Regions from separate parts of the Mus musculus genome. Here regions 1, 3 and 4 are each linked to region 2. A link is a contact called in public HiChIP or PLAC-seq, capture Hi-C and promoter capture Hi-C data. All regions are on one chromosome and are shown on one strand. The core of a region is the stretch at or near the end of the contact, and the rest is flanking DNA. Distances in the headings are between cores, read along the strand shown.

Region 1 (2,700 bases), core at 94-2,593, 1.1 Mb after region 2:
AAGAGAGCGAGAGAGAGAGAGAGAGACAGAGACAGAGAGACAGAGACACTAGGGCTATATTTGCACATCCTCTCTAAGAACCTAGATGAAAGAGAGCGAGCGAGCGAGCGAGCGAGAGAGAGAGAGACAGAGACAGAGAGACAGAGACACTAGGGCTATATTTGCACATCCTCTCTAAGAACCTAGATGAAAGAGAGCCAGCGAGCGAGAGAGAGACAGAGACAGAGAGACAGAGACACTAGGGCTATATTTGCACATCCTCTCTAAGAACCTAGATTCTGAATCCCCTTAACGTCACCCTCTGCTTCAAAACAACTCCATTTCTTCTTTCTAACCTTCTAGCGCTTTCAGTTCCGGTTGGTTCCCTGCTGAGAGCATCAGTCTGCTCACTCTTCTCTCCTCGGCTGGCCTCTGCACGTGGCCAAATGCACACCAAGCTCTGTAGAGCTTCAAACATCCAAACAGTGATGACGAAGTCGCCGGAGGCTCGAGTTAAAGGGCTTTAGAAACTACAACACAAACGACCTTGGCAGAAGGCTAACTTGGTTCAAGGCAAATGATCAAGAAATGAAGACCCAGATGTGTGTGGCCTGAGATGCATGGGCTTCGCCTCATCTGCTCCACTCTGAGAATAAACCAAACCTACATCTTCCCCATGTGGGTTAACAGGCTTCCTAAGTGGCGTCTGCTACTCGCTCAACCCGGACTACAGCTCCATTAGGCTAACAGCTCTTTCATTCCCAGTTCCAGTTGACCACGAGACGCTAAAGCTACCATACTTCTCTCTCCTTACCATCCCCATCGTTGCTTTAGAACAAGTACTATAAAGAACACTGGGTGGAGAAACAAAAACAACATTTGTGTCCCAGATGTTACACCTGTTCTGCGTGACCTTGAACACCCCCTCTTTCCAAGGACTCTGTATCGCCATCTGCAAAATGGGTAGGTTGGTGATGTCCTCGTGGTCCCAACCTTCTCTCCTCGGGCTCCTCTCAGGGAGACACAAACTAAATCTCAGCTCCTCCTACGCCCACCTCCCCCCAGGCTGCTCGCATTCCAAGGCACTGCATCCTTACCTCCCACGCCGAGGTTAACCTTGCGGGGATCTGGATCATCCCGGAAGTCCGCAGTGAGCTTAAAGACCAGAACCGGAGGAGCTTGCGGAACCTGGGCAAAGACTGATGGAGGCGCCATCGCGACAGAATGTGCCGAGACCTCGAGAACGAGCCGGGAGCAGCTCTGTGCGGTGCGGGGTCCGGTGACTGGAGGAGACTCTCACCTTCGCCGGCGGGCGGGGCAGCCCGCGGCTTCCAATGGTCGAGCCGCGTCCGGAGCTTGGCAACGCGCTTAACCAATCACAACCTTCCGACTAAGAAGGGTTAGGCGGGGCAAGCCTCTACTAGCCAATTCGAGAAGAGGATCTTATCGGAGGCTTGTATGATGCAACCAATGCAATGTACACCGGAGGAGGTGTGGGCAGAGGCTAGGATGATTGGCGTAGCGTGTTCCAATCGCTGAGGCTTTTATTCCTTGGGGTGATGAGGATGGTGCGGGTGGCGGGAGTCCCCAGAGGACAACCTCCTGACCTTCTGGGGCCTGGAGACCTGGGGCGGTGGCCCGCCCGTGGGGAAAGCAGAGAACAGGTCTTTCTGTACCCGCTGAGCAGGTGACTGTCGCCGCCAGGCTCCGGCGGTGCGCACGTTCCTGCGTTGGCCAGGCCCGGCTGACAGCCAAGTGTCTGGCACAGGACTCTAGTGGTCCGCTTGGACACACTGTACCCAATCGTGGGTGACCTTGACTGTCTCCACTCAGTGCTTCCCCAGAAAGAAACCTGGATGTGTTGTCTTCCTTGATCGCTGGCAGGGGAGACCCTGCAGAAAGTAAGGGATGAGCACATACTAGCTTGAGAATTTTAACACCAACCCCCAGCCCCGGTAGATAACCGGGGCCGGGAAAGCCTAGCCCTAAAGGACCTTGAAGGATCTAGCGAAGCCTCTCTCTGCAGCATTCCTCCCACGCGTGCTGTCATCATCGATTGGCACACACCCAAACTGCTGCTTCTTTCTGTCAGGTCAGGCTGCTCCTTCCCCTGAGAGTCTATTTCTGTCCAGATCCTTTCTCCACCTGTTGACCTTGAAGATTTCACATCTGTCAGCCATCCATAAAACCTCTTAACACGCTGTTTGGTTAGACATCTCTCTTTCCTGTACTTGGGCGTTTTGTTGTCGACGTTACAAGTTTAGAAAGCCTCCTGATGAGTAGGAACCTAACTCTGGAGCCAGGCAAGTTAGGTTTAGATGCCGGCTGACTCTGACCTACTTGGGCAGGCCTGTTCCTGCTCTGTAAGATGGAGATAATAGTGTTTTCCTCCAGGTTGTTGTGGGGATTAGGTGAGTTAAGACACATAAAGTGTTTAGTTGCATACAGTAAGTGCTCTCTAAATACTAGCTTTGTTATGGCGCAGGGTCCACACCCCCTCCTAGATGGCATGATGCTTTGCCTGGGATCTGGCAAACCTCCCTCCGTTTCTTCCACTACATATTCACCCAATGCTGGAAGGCGCCAATTCCTTGGTATTTTGCGAGAAAACAGCATCATGGCTTCCTTTGGGTAACATGATAAATCTTCACGAGTTTTCGGTTCAGAGGATAAACAAAAGCCATCGAACTTTGAGCACTACTTGCTAAGCTTTTCTGTCTT
Region 2 (2,892 bases), core at 160-2,659:
TCCACGTCTCTGTCTCAATACCCAAGTGTGAGGAACTGTTCAAGTCTCTGGATCTGCTTTAATTCAACGTGGGTACTTCCTGTCCCAAGTTATCATGGTTTCAAATCTCCCCTGATAGCTTTTCCCCAGGAGTTCTTCCCAGGTTCAACACAGCATCAAACCGCTGTCCTCTACTCTGGGAACCTTCTTGCTTTCTTTTCCAACTGGCTTCATTTTTCGAAGTCTTGCACCCATCCCAGAAGGTACCTCAAGTGCAACTCATGAACGCTTCCAGGAGGACGGATGAGATGTACAGATGTCACGGTAGGTGAACCCACCCAATAGCAATAGTAATCATTAGTCATTCAAGAAGGAACCCCCCACCCCCACCCCTAGGGAGGCTCCCATCCCAGCTGGGATGACTTTGGATTCTTTAGTTGGTTTCTGCAGAAGCGGGACTAACCAGGGCTCCCAACTACTGTACTGCAAAAGAATCACGCTGCATTGCTGGGCATGCCCCCAAGCCTGCCTGCTGCCCCACCAAAACCTTTATCTGATTCCATAAGATCAAGGGGGGGGGGGACCCCATGGTTCCCCTAGAATGCCAGAAAAGAGCTTGCCTGAAACATCCTTAGCTAGAAAGCCAGACCACACCTCGGTCCAGCAAAAGGCGGCTGGCAGCTACGCTGTGTACCGGGCTGGCTCCGGGAGCACTCTGCCACTCAGCGCTGTGCAAGGGGAGACAGCTCGGCTTCCCGGGAGAAGAGCTATGCCCCGGGGGATCTTCCCCAACCTGGAAGCGTTGGCAGTCGGCCGAGGATGGTAGCTTAGTCGTCCCCAAACTGAGCCCGCCAGCTGGGTGACTCCCCGGGTACCCTCAGCACAGCCTTCACCTGCTCCGCCCCCTACTAGCCCCATTGCCCCCTTCTCAAACCGCTGACCTCCATCCTCTGTGCCACTAACACGTTCTCTGCCAACTGTGGGCTGTCACCCCCACACCTCGGCTCCCATCTCTTCCACCACCTCCAGCCTGGCGCCCGCCTTGCCCCCAGCCCGCGGGGAGGATCTGCGCGCCAATAGAGTCCAGCGCCTCTTGGCAAGTTGGGAGCAGCGTCGCCGCCTTCGCAGTCCCGATCTTCCCAGGTCCCCAGCTGCATCCCCGCCACCCCTGGGGGCGTGCGGGGAGGGGTGCGCTAGGCTGGCGAAACTTTCTCCGCCGGAAGGGGTGGGGGCTCCAGGAGCGGATACTCACGCCCGGGTCAGCGCTCGGAGCCATCCTCTGGCTCTCTCAGCCCCACCGCTTGGGGGCGTCGGAGCGCGGGCGCTCGATGCTGCCTCTGCCGCTGGCGCCGCCGCCTTGCAGCGCCCAGCCCTGGTCCCGGGCTGGCCTCGAGCCTCCCGCCCCGACGCCGCGCGCTCGCTTTATACAACTCCACTCGAGCGCGCCCGGGCTTATGTAAAGGCTGGCGGAGGCCCGCAGCCAATGGCGCGGCAGCTGGAGCCGGGGCCCAAGCTTGGGGGGCGCACGCGCGGCCAATCGCGGCCCGGGGAGCCCGAGGAGCCGGGTGGGGGAAGGGGCGCCTCCCCGCGCTGATTTAGGAGCCGGGATTGCGGTGGCAGCAGCCGGCAGCCAGGCTGGCCCGGCGCGGCGGGCATTGGGGTGGGCGGCGGCGCGGGCGGCGGCGAGGGCGGGTGCCCCCCGTGCTCTGCCGCGCCCCGCCGCCGCGCCGCGTAACCTTCAGGAGGCAGCGGGGCCTGGCGAGTGGGGAGAGGGCGCCTTGAGGGACGCTGGGGACCGGGCGGGCGGGAAGCGGATGTCCCCGGGGGGGGGGGGAGCGCGGGGAAGGCAGTGCAAGGGGGGGAAGGGAGGCCGGCGAGCCCCAGGACCCCGCAGCCACGCGGAGCGCAGGGCGGGGGGTAGCGGCCGCGCTGCTGTCTTTCTGCCTCCCAGATAGCGATCTGGCGGCTCCCAGGCCCGGCCAGAGCGGCCGCGCGAGCCACGCCGATGGCGAGATTTCTCGCTGGGGAGCGAGCTCCGAGTCGATCTTTATCCAGCCTAGGGACGTGTCCGAGCGCCTCCGGGGGACTGCTCAGTATGGGGAACAGAGCTTCACCACGGTCCCAGAGGGCGGGGAGCAGGCGAGCGCAGCTCGGCGGTCAGGCGCGGCGGCCCAGGCAACTGCGGGCAGAGTCTGCTTTCCCACATCCGCGCCCTCCGCCCCCGCAGGCAGAGTCCTCACCGTACCTAGCCCCCTCTCCAGCAACACCCACCAGGGCTGAGCCTGGCCCACCTGCTCAGGGCGTCTGCATCTTTTGCCCACACGGAGTACTACCGCTTGCTCTTTCTCCGTTGTCACCAGCTGGCACAGCTGGGTGCAATGGCTTTGGTCTCTCTGGCCCAAGGGTAGTGGTGGGAGAGCAACTAACATGGAGATGACTTCGTTAGTAGCTCCCCATATACCTGTGTTTGGGGCAGGTAACTTGCTAAGGTCCACATCAATGGACCTTTTGCATCTACAATAGAACCAGGCTTATAATAGGTGCTCAGCAAGTAGTGAATTTTGACCTTTCATGAATAAGACCGGTGGATTTCTGAAAGCCAGACCCGAGGCCTCGGAGAAGGATATGGGACTCTTTGCTCAGCTCCAAAGGCTTTGCGATCACTACTCACTAACTAGCTTGGCGTCTGTATGTTTGACGCTTAAAAAGACTTGGATGAAGGTTCTGCTATAGAGTTCCCTGTCAACCAGTTCCTAGCTGGACCTGGTTATCTCCCAGTACTGATTAGAACTGTCAGCCCCGTTTGTGCTCTTCTCTTAAAAGCAGAAGCTAAGCGTAGGCAGAGTCCATCTCTTGGGCCGCCAAGGAGCTCCTCAGCGGTGAGGAACCATTGAGAATCTGGCGAAAGTCACT
Region 3 (2,766 bases), core at 238-2,737, 1.0 Mb after region 2:
AAGTACACACAGTGAGCAATGGCAGCTTCCAAACGCTGCTTGCTTACTATTCATACGATTCTCTGGGAAAGGAAACTACAGAGGAAAAGGCCAAGGATGGAACCACCCACTCCAAGTGCAGGTGTGATGTGGGGGGCGGGGGTTGGGGTGGGAGGGGTGGGGGGGGTGGAATCCAGGGCCTACTGTGTGCTAGGCAAGCAAGCTACATCCCCAGGTCAGAATGGAACTACTTTTTACTAGGATGGGTACATGAACACGCATCCATCGACGTGTGTAATAGCATTGCAGAGGGTCGTGGTGCACATGCGTAATCCTGGAATCATTCTTGGCAATCGAGTGAGCTTGGCCTGTGTGACATGAGACCCAGTCTCAAAACGCAATGGAACATACATAGCAATATAACAAAAAAAAAGTGATTTTTGCTACATACACTTAAGAATCGAGTCATAAAAATAAAGCAACACTAGCAGATGGTGGATAGAAATAACGTGAGCAGTTCAGTGGGGGAAAGGCTCCCAGATCTTCCTGGGGAACAGTCGGGTGTGTATTTTTACTACAGTGATGGTGGTTACACAAATTTAGATATGACAAAATGATAGGAGTTTTACCCCAATGTCGGTTTCCTGCTTTTGATGTAAACCGTAGAAGGAACTGAGTGAAAAGCAGAGTTGTTTCTGTGTATTCTTTTAACAACTTCTTGTTAATCTGTGCATTGAGACTAATCCTGTTATTGTATTTATTGAGCATCCTCCCATTGGCATACACGAGCATGTGCATAAACTTTATCCGTGAATACTTTTAACAAAACGGCGGTATATTGCATCATGGTCCTGAACCTTACTATTTTTTTTCTTTGGTGACTTTTCCAAATTATATAGACATTGGGTATTGTACAGTCTTTTCCTGGATGCATAATACTCTGTTCCAAATTGGTCCCATAATGCATTTCAATTTATTGATTAACACTGGTATCTTAACAAGGAATTGCACTTAAATAATTTGGAAATTTTTACAATATGAAAGATTAGCTAGAATTTGATTGAGGCCAATTTTTTTCACGGATTTCATAGGACCAACCACCAGAATATCTTTTAATTAGAAGCAAGAACACGAAGGACAGAAGGAAAACGCTGGGAAATTTCCTGGGTCCAATGGGAAGCAGTGAGCCTGCAGTTTGGAATTACTGCCGGGAATTCGCCATAAGGGCAGGGAGTGGAATGGGGGAAGGTTGAAGAGGAGGAACTACAGATGTAGGAGGCCATGCTCCAAACCCAGCCTTCCCAGGGCTCAGATATACTTAAGTGTATCCAGGCTAGGCACTGTGACGGTGCGTGGCCACCAGGCGGGTTCCTACCACTCCCACCATCACCTCCCCCACCCCCGCCTCCAGCCCACGCGCGCAAGGGGAGCACACGTGGTGACCTGCCTGGGGCTGGATTCCGGGCTCCAGCTCCTCCTCCCTCCCTCCAGCTCGCGCTCGGCTTGCTGCAGTATCACGTGCAACCGCGCCGGGTGCAGGATGGCGGCGGCGGCCGCGGCGGCAGCAGCGCTGGGTGTCAGGCTCCGGGACTGCTGCAGCCGGGGCGCCGTACTCCTGCTCTTCTTCTCCCTGTCCCCTCGGCCCCCGGCCGCCGCTGCCTGGTTACTGGGTCTGCGACCCGAAGACACTGCCGGAGGCCGCGTGTCTCTGGAGGGGGGCACCCTGCGGGCGGCCGAAGGCACCAGCTTCCTCCTGCGGGTCTACTTCCAGCCTGGCCCGCCGGTCCCCGCCGCGCCCGTGCCCGCACCCTCCCTGGCCCCGGGGGAAAACGGCACGGGCGATTGGGCCCCGCGGCTCGTGTTCATCGAGGAGCCCCCGGGCGCGGGCGGCGCGGCGCCCAGCGCGGTCCCCACGCGTCCCCCGGGACCTCAGCGCTGCCGCGAGCAGAGCGACTGGGCGTCGGACGTGGAGGTCCTGGGGCCCCTGCGCCCCGGGGGCGTGGCGGGCTCGGCCCTGGTCCAGGTGCGGGTGCGGGAGCTGCGGAAGGGCGAGGCGGAGCGCGGCGGCGCGGGCGGCGGCGGGAAGCTCTTTTCGCTGTGCGCCTGGGACGGGCGCGCTTGGCACCACCACGGCGCCGCCGGCGGCTTCCTGCTGCGCGTCCGCCCGCGCCTCTACGGCCCGGGTGGGGACCTGCTGCCGCCCGCGTGGCTGCGAGCGCTCGGGGCGCTCCTGCTGCTGGCCCTGTCCGCCCTGTTCAGCGGCCTGCGCCTGAGCCTGCTCTCGCTGGACCCGGTGGAGTTACGGGTGCTGCGGAACAGTGGCTCGGCCGCCGAGCAGGAGCAGGCGCGCCGCGTGCAGGCCGTGCGCGGCAGGGGGACCCATCTGCTCTGCACCCTGCTCCTGGGCCAAGCCGGCGCCAATGCCGCGCTGGCCGGCTGGCTGTACGCCTCGCTGCCGCCGGGCGTCGGGGACCCCGGGGAGGACTCCGGCGAGGCGGGGGTTCACTTCCCGTGGCTGCCGGCGCTGGTGTGCACCGGCGCCGTGTTCCTGGGAGCCGAGATCTGTCCGTACTCGGTGTGCTCGCGCCACGGGTTGGCCATCGCCTCGCACAGTGTGTGCCTGACCCGGCTCCTCATGGCGGCTGCCTTCCCGGTGTGCTACCCTCTGGGCCGCCTCCTGGACTGGGCTCTGCGCCAGGAGATCAGCACCTTCTACACGAGGGAAAAGCTGCTGGAGACGCTGCGGGCCGCCGACCCTTACAGCGACCTGGTGAAGGAAGAGCTCAA
Region 4 (2,971 bases), core at 46-2,545, 1.2 Mb after region 2:
CGGAACTAGTTTGGTTTTCCAAGGCCTGCTGCCCACACCTTTTGCTCTTAATCTCACAATAGTGCCCCTTACCACTCAGGGGCTAGGTATGTAGGCGGGTGGATACCAGAAGGTGGTCTCCATCAGGCAGTTTTCTGAATCTGAGGCTGCATTTAGTCTCCCTGCAGAACACAACCACGGTTTCAGAAAGAGAGAAATAAGGCGTTTCAGAAAGTTGAGGCCTAGGCTCGGGCTCCCGATTCCCTTCAGAAGGCTGCCTGAGCTGCAGCCACAGCGGGGGTCCCCTCCCTTCTGAGACCAGAGCCACCCAGTGTGTGCAGTGGAACACCAGCCCGGTCAGAATCAATGCAGGCAACAAACACTGCTCTGACCTCCCACAAAGAACAAGGGTAGTTACAAGTATTGAGCTCTTTGCTTTAAGTAGACAACTGTGCTATGCTTCCGGCCTGGTTATCCTTTAAAAAACAAAAACAAAAAAACTCCAACAATAACCCTAGAAGAGGCAATTCGGCTCCTTTATATTGACCAGGAAACTGAGAACGTCCAAAACCAAATACTGACTCAGGCCAGGCTTCGAAGCATAGAGCCTCTGCACACTAACAGAACTCGGTCGTCTTGTCTTCTACAGACCTGCTCTCTGAAGCCACTTCGAGGGCTGCAAGGGCAAGTACGGTCTGGACCCTGCCCTCAGGGACTCACAATCTAAAGTGACAATCGAGCGGACACTAAGTACAGCTTTGGCACTAGATGGGAGAGTGACAAGTGACATTACTGAGCAAGTTCCGAGGAAGAGGACCTCTAGGTGAGGTGATCTGGCGGAGTTTCCTTGGAGGTATTTAAGCTTTTCCTCGGAGAACAGCTTTCCACTGTGGAAATGAGGGTGGGAAAGGCACTCCAGGTGGCGAGGACAGCTAGAGCAAAGGTGAGGTGGAATTTGACACGTCGCTCATATTTCCACAGATACAACACTCCTCTCCTTAGAAATCCGCAGTCTGGCCTCTCAGAACTGCCCCTGGTCGGGAAGGTGCAGCCAGGTGGAGCGGGAATCGGTGATTCGGACACCCGGTTTTTTGCAGCTTTTCCCACCGCGACTTGGATCTCAGGACCCTATTCTAGTCCCTGTCTATTTCTGGTAGCGCAGCAACATCCCACTGGGTGGACGCAGAGGGCGTGGCCCACATACACAAGAACCAATTGGGAAGGAGGCCAGGATGCCGACCCCGCCCCTTGACGTGACGCAGGGCCCCCGGACAGAGGCTTCACAGCCCCGGCCCCAGTCCTTGCAGTGGCTGTAACAAAACCCAGACCCCCAGGTCCCGGCCAATGGAGGGGATTTAGACTGGACCGCGTCTGTCAAAAGCTCGACTCCGCACCACCGCGGAGTCCAGAAGAAGAGCTGGAGCCACCGCACTCCCTCCCCGCCCCCGCCGGGATTTATTGAGTATTTGGACTGGACAATTAAGTGGCCCTGATGATGTTACCAAGCCCGGTCACCTCCACCCCTTTCTCAGTCAAAGACATTTTGAATCTGGAGCAGCAGCGGCACTTCCACGGAGCTCACTTGCAGGCGGAATTGGAGCAGCACTTCCACTCGGCACCCTGCATGCTGGCCACGGCTGAAGGGACGCAGTTTTCCGATGCAGGGGAGGAGGACGAGGAAGAAGAGGGAGAGAAACTGTCCTATTTGAACTCACTAGCTGCTGCCGAGGGCCATGGAGATTCGGGTCTCTGTCCTCAGAGCTATGTCCATACAGTTCTCCGAGACGCTTGCAGCGGGCCCAAGGAACAAGAAGAGGAGGTTGTGAGCGAACGGAGCCAAAGTGAGTAGAGGGGGAAGGAAACGCGTCCGCACACCTGGGGCAATGGCTCAGCGCCTATAAACCCACAAACCGTGCCTGCATGGCCACCCGCCCCTTTCACATTCGGCTAGGGTCATGCCTATGCCAGGTTCAAGGACAGCTCTGCAAAGCACAGGTACCTGAGATGGTGCTGGGGCGGGGATAAAAGAGAAAGAGAGAACAGCTCTTGCCCGGAGCAGGGACCCGGAGCAGTCCCCGAGGGAAGGAAAAGTGATTATTGCAATCCTGGTTCCTTGAGTAATGAGTGACGGGGGCCCAGAGCCTGGGTCGTAACTTGTCCGTTGTGTGTGTGTTCTCTCGCACACCCATCTTCTCAAAAAAAAAGGGGGGGGTCAGTTTTCTGCCATTTTTCTGTCTTTCTTCTAACGTGAGGTGAATTCAGCGAGGCCAGGGCAGTCACCCCGGCTGTCCCGAAAAGGCAGTGCAAGAATGTTGTGTTTGGGCCATCCTTTCGGGCAAGACTTTGAGAGACACCAGCTTACTTCGGAGCTTGCAGTTCTTACGTTCGAACTGCAAGGAGGAGAGGTGGTGGCCAATGTGTGGGAGCTCGATCCATATCAGATGACGGCAGCAAGTCACACCCAGGAGGTGAAGGCCTCTGAAAAAAAATATCGTAATGCTCGCTTTGTTTCTTATACTGCAGGCGGAGTGGAATGGTTAAAGTTCCTGAATTAGTTCTGAGTGGGATTCTGGCCATTCAGCAGATCAGAGGTGGGGCAGGCAGGAGAATCAGATAATTGAATAAGCCCATAAGGAAATGTCTGAAAGGGAAACAGGATCAAATAATCTCTTCTCCGAGTGGAGATTTGATCTGGCTGAGACCAAAATCTTTTCTCTAACAATTCTCCAGGCCTAACACAGACATGAAACTGTCTAAATCGGTCCATCCAACTGTTTTTCCTCTGTAAGGTAACATACAGATACTGTCACAGACGCGTTCTCAGTAGTTTTGAAAATTAAAAAAAAAATCAATTCTTGAGCTGCACATACGCCTTTCACTTAGATATTTCCAAAGAGAAACAATTTTTGCAATCAACCCATGCATCCAGGCCTCCAGTCCCCAATACCAACTCGTTCCACACCTTCAGGGGAGTGGAAGGCAAACGAGTTTG

Evidence for each region. Promoter capture Hi-C pulls out the DNA fragments that hold promoters and counts their contacts. HiChIP or PLAC-seq counts read pairs in DNA pulled down with a chosen protein or histone mark. Capture Hi-C pulls out chosen DNA fragments and counts their contacts.
Region 1: a promoter capture Hi-C map of hippocampal neurons shows a contact between it and region 2, with 4 times the contacts expected there. The contact joins the promoter of Got1 here to the promoter of Crtac1 in region 2. A contact is called at or near these places in 1 of 39 promoter capture datasets (hippocampal neurons) and 1 of 115 datasets of contacts at active chromatin or transcription factors (forebrain).
Region 3: a contact with region 2 is called in an H3K4me3 HiChIP or PLAC-seq map of embryonic forebrain, with 5 times the contacts expected there. The contact joins the promoter of Cnnm1 here to the promoter of Crtac1 in region 2. A contact is called at or near these places in 5 of 39 promoter capture datasets (the C10 cell line, cranial neural crest, hippocampal neurons and 2 more), 2 of 484 Hi-C or Micro-C datasets (both in embryonic stem cells), 3 of 115 datasets of contacts at active chromatin or transcription factors (embryonic forebrain, embryonic hindbrain and stem cell-derived neural progenitor cells) and 2 of 9 other capture datasets (embryonic stem cells and liver).
Region 4: a contact with region 2 is called in a capture Hi-C map of embryonic stem cells, with 6 times the contacts expected there. The contact joins the promoter of Nkx2-3 here to the promoter of Crtac1 in region 2. A contact is called at or near these places in 11 of 39 promoter capture datasets (the C10 cell line, the HPC-7 cell line, HPC-7-derived erythroid cells and 6 more), 1 of 484 Hi-C or Micro-C datasets (embryonic stem cells), 2 of 115 datasets of contacts at active chromatin or transcription factors (embryonic forebrain and embryonic stem cells) and 1 of 9 other capture datasets (embryonic stem cells).

Annotation. Positions count from the first base shown.
Region 1 is chr19:43,523,262-43,525,961 of GRCm38.p6, forward strand. It overlaps Got1 (glutamic-oxaloacetic transaminase 1, soluble), which reads right to left and starts at 1,344. Exons shown (of 9, transcript NM_010324.2): 1 at 1,077-1,344. The coding sequence starts at 1,194.
Region 2 is chr19:42,430,379-42,433,270 of GRCm38.p6, forward strand. It overlaps Crtac1 (cartilage acidic protein 1), which reads right to left and starts at 1,410. Exons shown (of 15, transcript NM_145123.5): 1 at 1,232-1,410. The coding sequence starts at 1,255.
Region 3 is chr19:43,438,926-43,441,691 of GRCm38.p6, forward strand. Cnnm1 (cyclin M1) reads left to right here and starts at 1,488. Exons shown (of 12, transcript NM_001373992.1): 1 at 1,488-2,766. The coding sequence starts at 1,520.
Region 4 is chr19:43,611,030-43,614,000 of GRCm38.p6, forward strand. It overlaps Nkx2-3 (NK2 homeobox 3), which reads left to right and starts at 1,296. Exons shown (of 2, transcript NM_008699.2): 1 at 1,296-1,820. The coding sequence starts at 1,472. It overlaps Gm20467 (a long non-coding RNA gene), which reads right to left and starts at 1,027. Exons shown (of 4, transcript XR_001782682.2): 1 at 773-1,027; 2 at 73-161.